Regions from separate parts of the Mus musculus genome. Here region 2 is linked to region 1. The links are chromatin contacts, called in public promoter capture Hi-C maps. All regions are on one chromosome and are shown on one strand. The core of a region is the stretch at or near the end of the contact, and the rest is flanking DNA. Distances in the headings are between cores, read along the strand shown.

Evidence for each region. Promoter capture Hi-C pulls out the DNA fragments that hold promoters and counts their contacts.
Region 2: a promoter capture Hi-C map of pre-B cells shows a contact between it and region 1, with 4 times the contacts expected there. The contact joins the promoter of Gmnn here to the promoter of H4c3 in region 1. A contact is called at or near these places in 3 of 39 promoter capture datasets (cranial neural crest, hippocampal neurons and pre-B cells).

What each region holds. Positions count from the first base shown.
Region 1 is chr13:23,695,856-23,700,099 of GRCm38.p6, forward strand. It overlaps H4c3 (H4 clustered histone 3), which reads right to left and starts at 2,603. Exons shown (of 1, transcript NM_178208.2): 1 at 2,229-2,603. The coding sequence starts at 2,594. The coding sequence ends at 2,283. It overlaps H1f6 (H1.6 linker histone, cluster member), which reads left to right. Exons shown (of 1, transcript NM_010377.3): 1 at 1-690. The coding sequence starts at 11. The coding sequence ends at 640.
Region 2 is chr13:24,759,465-24,763,415 of GRCm38.p6, forward strand. Gmnn (geminin) reads right to left here and starts at 2,473. Exons shown (of 7, transcript NM_020567.2): 1 at 2,349-2,473; 2 at 696-753. The coding sequence starts at 746.

The DNA of each region.
Region 1 (4,244 bases), core at 1,353-3,852:
GCTCTTGACCATGTCGGAAACGGCTCCTGCGGCCTCAAGTACCCTTGTTCCAGCTCCTGTGGAGGAGAAACCTTCATCTAAAAGGCGAGGGAAAAAGCCTGGCCTGGCCCCTGCTCGCAAACCTCGGGGTTTCTCAGTTTCCAAGCTGATTCCTGAGGCCCTTTCCACATCGCAGGAACGGGCAGGAATGTCCCTTGCTGCCCTGAAGAAAGCCCTGGCTGCGGCTGGTTACGACGTGGAGAAGAACAACAGCCGTATCAAGCTGGCCCTCAAGAGACTTGTGAATAAAGGAGTCCTGGTGCAGACCAAGGGCACTGGCGCCTCAGGCTCCTTCAAGCTCAGTAAGAAGGCGGCTTCTGGGAACGACAAGGGCAAGGGCAAGAAATCTGCTTCTGCCAAGGCTAAGAAGATGGGCTTGCCCCGGGCCTCGAGATCTCCCAAGAGTAGCAAGACCAAGGCTGTCAAGAAGCCAAAGGCTACGCCCACAAAAGCTTCTGGGAGCGGAAGGAAGACCAAAGGGGCCAAGGGCGTGCAGCAACGTAAAAGCCCCGCCAAAGCCAGGGCAGCAAACCCCAATTCTGGGAAGGCAAAAATGGTCATGCAGAAGACCGATCTGAGGAAGGCAGCAGGGAGGAAGTGAGTTTCAAAGCCAGTTTTCAAAAACCCAAAGGCTCTTTTAAGAGCCACTTACATACTTCTTAAAATGGCCAAACACTTTGAACCAAAGTTAAGGTGGGCAGTTACTTCAGGTCGACCTGTCGTTGAAACCCTAGAGTAGAATCCTAGGGTCCCTATGTGTAGAATATTTCCAAATTTGGTTGTGTATTTGTGGCTTTACGCCAGAATAAAGGTCACCATTGAAACACACAATGTCTTTTATTCTAGAATAAAAGTCACCATTGAAATACACAATGGATGTATTTCATTCTAGAAACACCCTCATATCAAAGGAGATAGAGATAACGCCAGTAGGAGCTTCCACTCTGAAAAAATACTGAACTTACTCTTTCAAACAGCAGTAACTGGCATCCAGGCTTTCAAAGGACCACTATGAACCCAGATATTCAGTGCTTAAGCTAGAGGTTATATTTATTTTTCTTGAGTTGTATTTTTAGGATTTCCTCAGTGATGGATAAAAAAATAAAGCAAGCAGTTAGCAAAAAAACAGAACAACAACAACAACAACAACAACAACAAAACCCTAAAGTTTTTGCAGTTGTGCGATGTGTCAACAAAGATCTAATTTTGTTCTACTTTTAGAAAATAGTTCAATACTATTGATCTAACAGTTATTTTTGAAATGTTTTATGTATTTTATGAGAATAGCATGTAGGCTTCAGGAGAATGACAAAAACCATATTAAAAATTAAGGACTTCTTTATGAAAATGTTAGGGTTTGAGTTCAATGCCCCAACATAACAAAAAAAAGCACTGGGGAAGTCTGGGCTGAAGAACATAAACAAAACAAACAAAAAACAAAAATAACTCATCTTTTAAAGTGATCAAGTTTTATGGAGTGCCACAAATATTAAATTCACATTAAACTATTTTAGGCATTGGTATGAGGAATGACAAAAGATCATAGTAAGGTGGCTTGAGAGATTGTTCAGTCAAGAACACTTAATGCTTTAAAAGAAGTTTGTATATCAGAATACACAACAGCTGGCTCACAACAGCTTCTGACTCCAACTTCCTGGAAATAACGCCGCCCTCTTGTGGCAGATGGCAAACATGGCACACCCACAAGAATTTAAATTATCAAGCCACTGCACAACTAAACTGTATATAAACATACCATTAGGTGGTCCCTAATATAGATTATGTGTACTTAGGCCTTATTAATGGTATACAATTAATAACAGCTAAGCGTCTTCAGTTTCTGTAGTAATCAGCCTTTGCCTTGCTTAGATACAATGGTTCCTGCTCTCTCCTGAGCTTCTAGATGGCTCCAGAAGGGAATAAGCTCTTAAATGACCGGTATCAAAAGTGGATTGAGAAGTGACACGATCAGTGGAAAACCTTCAAATAATTCTAAAACAGTTCGTTCAGTATTAACTTCTGACAGTTCAAAATTATGGGCTTGTTATATTACCCAGTTAAACCTACAGGGTATATTCGGCTGCATGGCATAATTACTACCCACCACATAAGTATAGGACAGAATAACACTTAAACTACCTAGCAGGCTCGATTAAAGCTTCGGTAAGTGAACAACTCCTAGGAATTTGTGGGTGGCCCTGAAAAGGGCCTTTTGTTGACAGTGGAAATCGTTTGTTAGTCGATTAACCGCCGAATCCGTAGAGAGTGCGGCCCTGGCGCTTGAGCGCGTAGACCACGTCCATGGCGGTGACGGTCTTGCGCTTGGCGTGCTCCGTGTAGGTGACGGCGTCGCGGATCACGTTCTCCAGGAACACCTTCAGCACACCGCGGGTCTCCTCGTAGATGAGGCCGGAGATGCGCTTCACTCCCCCGCGCCGGGCCAGGCGGCGGATGGCGGGCTTGGTAATGCCCTGGATGTTATCACGGAGAACCTTACGGTGGCGCTTAGCGCCGCCTTTCCCAAGGCCTTTACCACCCTTACCACGTCCAGACATGGTTATGACAGCAGGGAGACAGCAATCGTCCCTTTAAATAGGCCTTCTGCGGACCTGGTTGAAAACTAGAGCGTTAGGCGGGGTTTCCGAATCCGGGTCTTGGAAGGGGGTGGAGAAAAAAGGATGCGTCATTGGAATCTGAATGTTTTCATTGGCTAGCAAGCCCCAGCTATTCTTTGCATGCGGTGTCTCTTAAAGACCACATTTAAATCCTGCAGAAAAACTTCATTCCCTCCTCCCCACCCCGACCCCATTCTTTCTCATGAAAGAAAGGCTTATTGGGGCCATTCCACAAAGCAGACATCCCCATTTCTCGTTTGCTTTTATTTCTGTCTTGTATTAAATTAGTTGATGGTTTCTTTGTGAGGACTCAGGTTAGATGTCCAAAACAGAGGTAAAATATGCCAAGACTGTCCCATGTCAGTAAAGTTTAATCTATTCCCGGCAGTTTTGTTTGGGTAGACATAAACATTGAAAAGGCATCTCAAATTGAGCACCCTAACTGCAAACTTCATATTCCCTATCTCGAGTCAGAGACCTAATGATTCCGTCTATCCTCTTTTTTAATAAAAACTGAGAAAGTCTACAAAAGAATAGTTAGGTTATCGGTTATCCTCTACCTGCTGTGATTCCAAGTTTGTTTCCCTTCCAGCCCTTATTAATCACAGCATGGCTTGCTCACCTTAAGAGAAGAAGTGTTTTGTAGAGCTGGTAATTACAGTACAGGGCTAATACTTGATTAAGGTCATTACAAAGTCTACAAGGTCCTGGTGAAGCTTGTGATATGATTAGTGATGTCAAAACAAGGCTAATCCGACCCCCGCCCCCCTTTTTAAAAAAAGGCAGAAGAGTAAGTAGCAGTAAGTCTCGATGCGGGTTTAATGTTGATTTTGGCATTCCAAATTTTAATTTAACAATGATGTAGAGGAGATGGCTCAGAAGTTAAGAGCATTTGATACTCCCCCAGAAGGCAAGATTTGGTTCCCAGAGCCTAAATGGTAGCTCACAAACATGCATAACTCTAGTTTCAGGAGACTGATGCTCTTTTCTGATCTCAATGGCACCCATGAATGCAGGCAAACTACTCACACAGACAAAGTAAAATATAGAATTAATATTATGGCTAGTAACAATTTTTAAAATAAAGCCTGCTGACCAAAATGAAGACCTTTAATTCCTGTCTTTTGTTACATATGTTCACCACAAAAACTTTATACCAGGGGCCCCAGAAAACTATGAATTACAAAGACCACATCCAGAAAAAAATAGTTTCAAAATATTCCTGATAAACTTCTAAGTCTATGGTTAATTTTGAAAAAATTAAATTAATTAAATTAACCATATTTACTTCTTACTGCAGAAGACAACAGAGGTCTGCTACCAGGTAGCTGTGGTAATTCCTTTTGAGGTTTGCCAAGAAATAGCAAGTGTTCTAAAATTGGCTTTCTTGGGGTGGAGATAAGTATTCTAGGGTTCATCAGCTGAATTAAAATCCCAGCATAGGAGCTGGTGATATGGGGCTCACAGCCATCCGTAATGAGCTCTGACGCCCTCTTCTGGTGTGTCTGAAGACAGCAACAGTGTACTTATTTATAACGATAAATAAATCTTTAAATAAAATAAAATAAATAAATCTTTAAAATCCAGCAT
Region 2 (3,951 bases), core at 1,223-3,722, 1.1 Mb after region 1:
ATGCAAATAGCCCCTGTAGTGTTCCCGATTTGAAAGTTTTATTTGGGAAAGAAAATCATTAGTTATACTGCCACCATGGGACAGCAAACAATGGTAAACACTCAAGCAAGGTTAGCAAGAACATGACACCACACCTGCGTGAGAAAGTTACTGTGCTTCACACGGCTGCGTCCACCTTTCCCACGGTAGCCTCTAGTGTTGCTTATCTCGCTGTGCAACGGAGGGACCAATGCCAGCCACCACGAGAACAAATATTATCACGACATCTCAGATACAATGTAGGTGCCAGATTAATCAAGTCTCCAAACAGAAGAAAATACAACTAAGTGCTTGATGTTGATCATGGTCAAAGAAGCCAACCCACCTGCTGTCATGCTCACGTTCACACACAACACTTCCACGACTTCCACTTCATAGATGTAAGCTTTCTGAACGATAGCCCACGGAATGTATACTACTATATCCTTTTCTCTAAACACACAGTGCACAGAAGAGCAGACTTCTAGACTCCAAGTTTCACTCATATTTAAATCTTAACCCTCTTCCTAAAACTATATACAAGCGTATACTCCGTTCACTCTGGCACTGGAGGAAATCTCAGCCCCCGGGGTTTGGGGCCAGCCTGGGCAACACAACAAAACTTCACCTCTTAATTAAAACAAATTCAAGCACACTGAAGTGGCTCCATTACATACCTTCACATTCTCTTGGGCTCCCTCCTGCTTCTGCTTCATACTGAGATTCATTTTTCAGCTGGCAAAGCACAAGAAGAAAAGGTGATTTCAGTATTTATATCTGAATGTGGAATCTAGATTTTTTTTTTAGAAAATTATTTATACCACAAAAATCTTACTACTTTATGGTAGAACCACTATCTGTAACAATGGCACAGTGTCCTGTACAAACTACAGAGATCTCAAAAAGACCTGAGAAAAGGGCACTGGGAAAAGCCAAACAGACACTTGGGCCCATTCACCCTAAAGAACAGCATCATGCACATGACTGCAATCCTGGAACACGGTGGAGATAGGAGCCTATGGGAGCCTAGGCTACGCAGCCAAGAGCCTGTCTCAAAAACAAAAACAAAACCCAAGATCTTTTGGCTCCAACCAAGATGTCGAGCTCAGTGAGTACTGTGCATAACAAGCATGCACAAAGGCTCAGCTCAGTTCCTGGTACTGCATAACCAGACACAAGTCCATAATACCAGCAGCTGGGCAGAGAACCAGAATTCAAGGTTATAGTCAGCTACGTAGCAAACACAAGACCAAGCTGAATTTAAAAGGAGGCTAGGGGGAACGGTAAACTGTACCCCCCACCTCTTACTTACATGTAATTAAAAATTTACATTGTGCCCTGGCACTCACCCATGTATGCAAATATAAACAACTTATAGCCCAGCCAGAGTGGTGTTCTGTTATTTCCTATTCTATTTCAAGTTAATAAAACCCGATCGCCAAAAACAAAACAAAACAAAACAAAACAAAAATTGGGCAGCGGTGGCACACGCCTTTAATCCTAGCACTTGGGAGGCAGAGGCAGGCGGATTCATGAGTTCAAGGCCAGCCTGGTTTACAGAGTGAGTTCCAGGCCAGGGCTACACAGAGAAACCCTCTGTCTCGGAAAAACAAACAAACAAACAAACAAACAAACAAAAAACCCGATCGGAAACCTATTCGCAGGGGCTTTGATGTATTTCTCTTTTCTTTTTAAATGGCTAAGTGGGCAAAGCTGACCTTGAACTCCTGTACCTCCTGCCTCAACCTCCTGGGTGCAGGAGACTGAGCACTGACACCAGGCCCAGACTTGGATAACGAAGGCAGTGGGCCAAGATCCCGCTATCATTAGTGAGTCGTGAGCACAGAGACAGTGTCGGAGAACCTACTATCACCTACAGCGGCACCACTGGGAGAGCAGACGCAGGACTCAATGCCCTTGTCCCAGGAGTAGCGTTTGCTGCAGTTGGTGAGCAGGCGGGAGGGATCTACACCCAGTTCAACCCCTAGCCGTGCAATCAGCCCGGACTCCGAGGCAGCAAACTTCCCCGGGCGCGCCGGCCCCGCCCAACGCGGCGCGCGCCAGCCAATAGGAAGAGCGAACACCAGAGCGCGCCAAAACCGACCTCACCAATGGCGCAGCCCCTCGTCTCAGCTCGCCCAGCTTTGCCTTGCAGTCGGGCCGAGACTCGGGTCCCTTTCAAGTCCCCAGACTCGGGTCCCTTCAAATCGTCGCCTCCCAGGCCGGCTCCCCGTGGCTGAGAAGCAGGCCGGGCATTCGGGCCAGCCCGGCGATCCCGCGGCCGGAGTTGCACTCGCCCCGCCCTCGGTCTCCCGCGCCCTCGGACTCACAGACAGCAATGCTCAGTTCCCGGCGAGCGTGAGAGCCGCACAAGGCCCTGGCACCACACCGGATTCAACGACGCCAGAACGACCCGAACCTGCAGACTAACCCGCCGACCCGGTAGCTGACGCGCCGAAAGGCGGAGCCTCGGCATTCAGCCAATCGCCTCTCGCCGCCGCCCACCGCGCCCGTGGCTTCCGTGCGCCTGCGCACCCAGCCAAGGTGCGTGCAGTCTCTGGAAGAGGTCACCGAGGTTCCTCTTGCCTTAGGAGTGTGTGCCCTCTGACCTTGCCGTCTGACCCTCCGCTTCCGGCTCCAAGTGTCTGCCGGCGAGGACAAAAGAGACTCTCACTAGCGGCAAACACGAGAATATACATATATTTTTTCCAAGGTATTTTGTGTGTTTAGTTTTTAATATACATACATGCAAGCATGCATACCTAGATGCGCACACACTAAAGGAAGCAAATAAACAGACGAAACGTGATGACTCAAAAGTCACACTGTGACAGTCACTAGAAATAGCAAGGGCCCGCTTCAAGCTAACAAAAAAAGTTGAAGCTGAGGAATTTTAACTCTATACTTAAGACAGATGACTTTTACTGTATTTGAACTAGACCTCAATTAACTGGCAAGATGGCTCCTTGGTTGAGAGCATTTGTTCTTGCACGGGACAAACCTGGGTTTGGTTCCAAGCACCCACATGGTGGCTTACAACCATCCATAGCCCTTGTTCCAGGAGATCTGATGCCCTTCATGGACACCAAGATGAATATGCATCACACAGGCAACTTTGAAAAACCTAAACTATACCTCAGTAAATCTAAACAAAGGAGGGAGGGCTGCAATACAGGAAACCTCTATAAAGGACTTCCTGGCTGGCTATATAAATATAAGTTTAAAGCCAGCCAGGTTACATAGACAGAATGCAGTAGGGTTGCTAACACCAGAACCTGCTTTATCAGTCAATAACAATTTAGAAGGAAACAGAACTAGGGCCAAGGGAACCGCGATGGCCTAGAGGCTGAGAAAAGTCAATGTATTTGTCACCTTACTTGTTGCTGTAACAAATACCTGACCAGTGCAACTTAAGGAAGGGTTTGTCGGGGCTCACAATTTAAGCGTACAGTCCTCAGAGTCGGGAAGGTATGGCAGTGGGGGGAAGGGGGGCAGCAGGTCCCATACATGCAGGCCAAGCATTTGTACACATACAAAATGTTGCATGTTAGCCAGCACTAAATCCTGCTCAATGGGAAAATATTCTATCCATTTCCACAGAGAACCTGTATTCTATGGTCCAGCCAGTTACCACACTATCACCTCTCAGCCTCAAGTCCCCTGGCAAGTTCCAGAGGAACTGCATATGTGTTCTGCCCTCAGAATACTGGCGACTTCTCCTTTGCTCTCTCATGCTCTCTAGTGAGACCTGGACTTCAGGTCTGGATGAGGAAGAAAGTTCTTGGTGGGAAAGTTAAGATTCTTCCTACTCAAATTTTTGTGGATTATTTTGTTTGCTTGCTTGCTTCTCAAACAGGGTTTCTCTGTGTAGCCTGGACTGTCCAAGAACTCACTCTGTAGAACAGGCTGGCCTCGAACTCATAGAGATCTGCT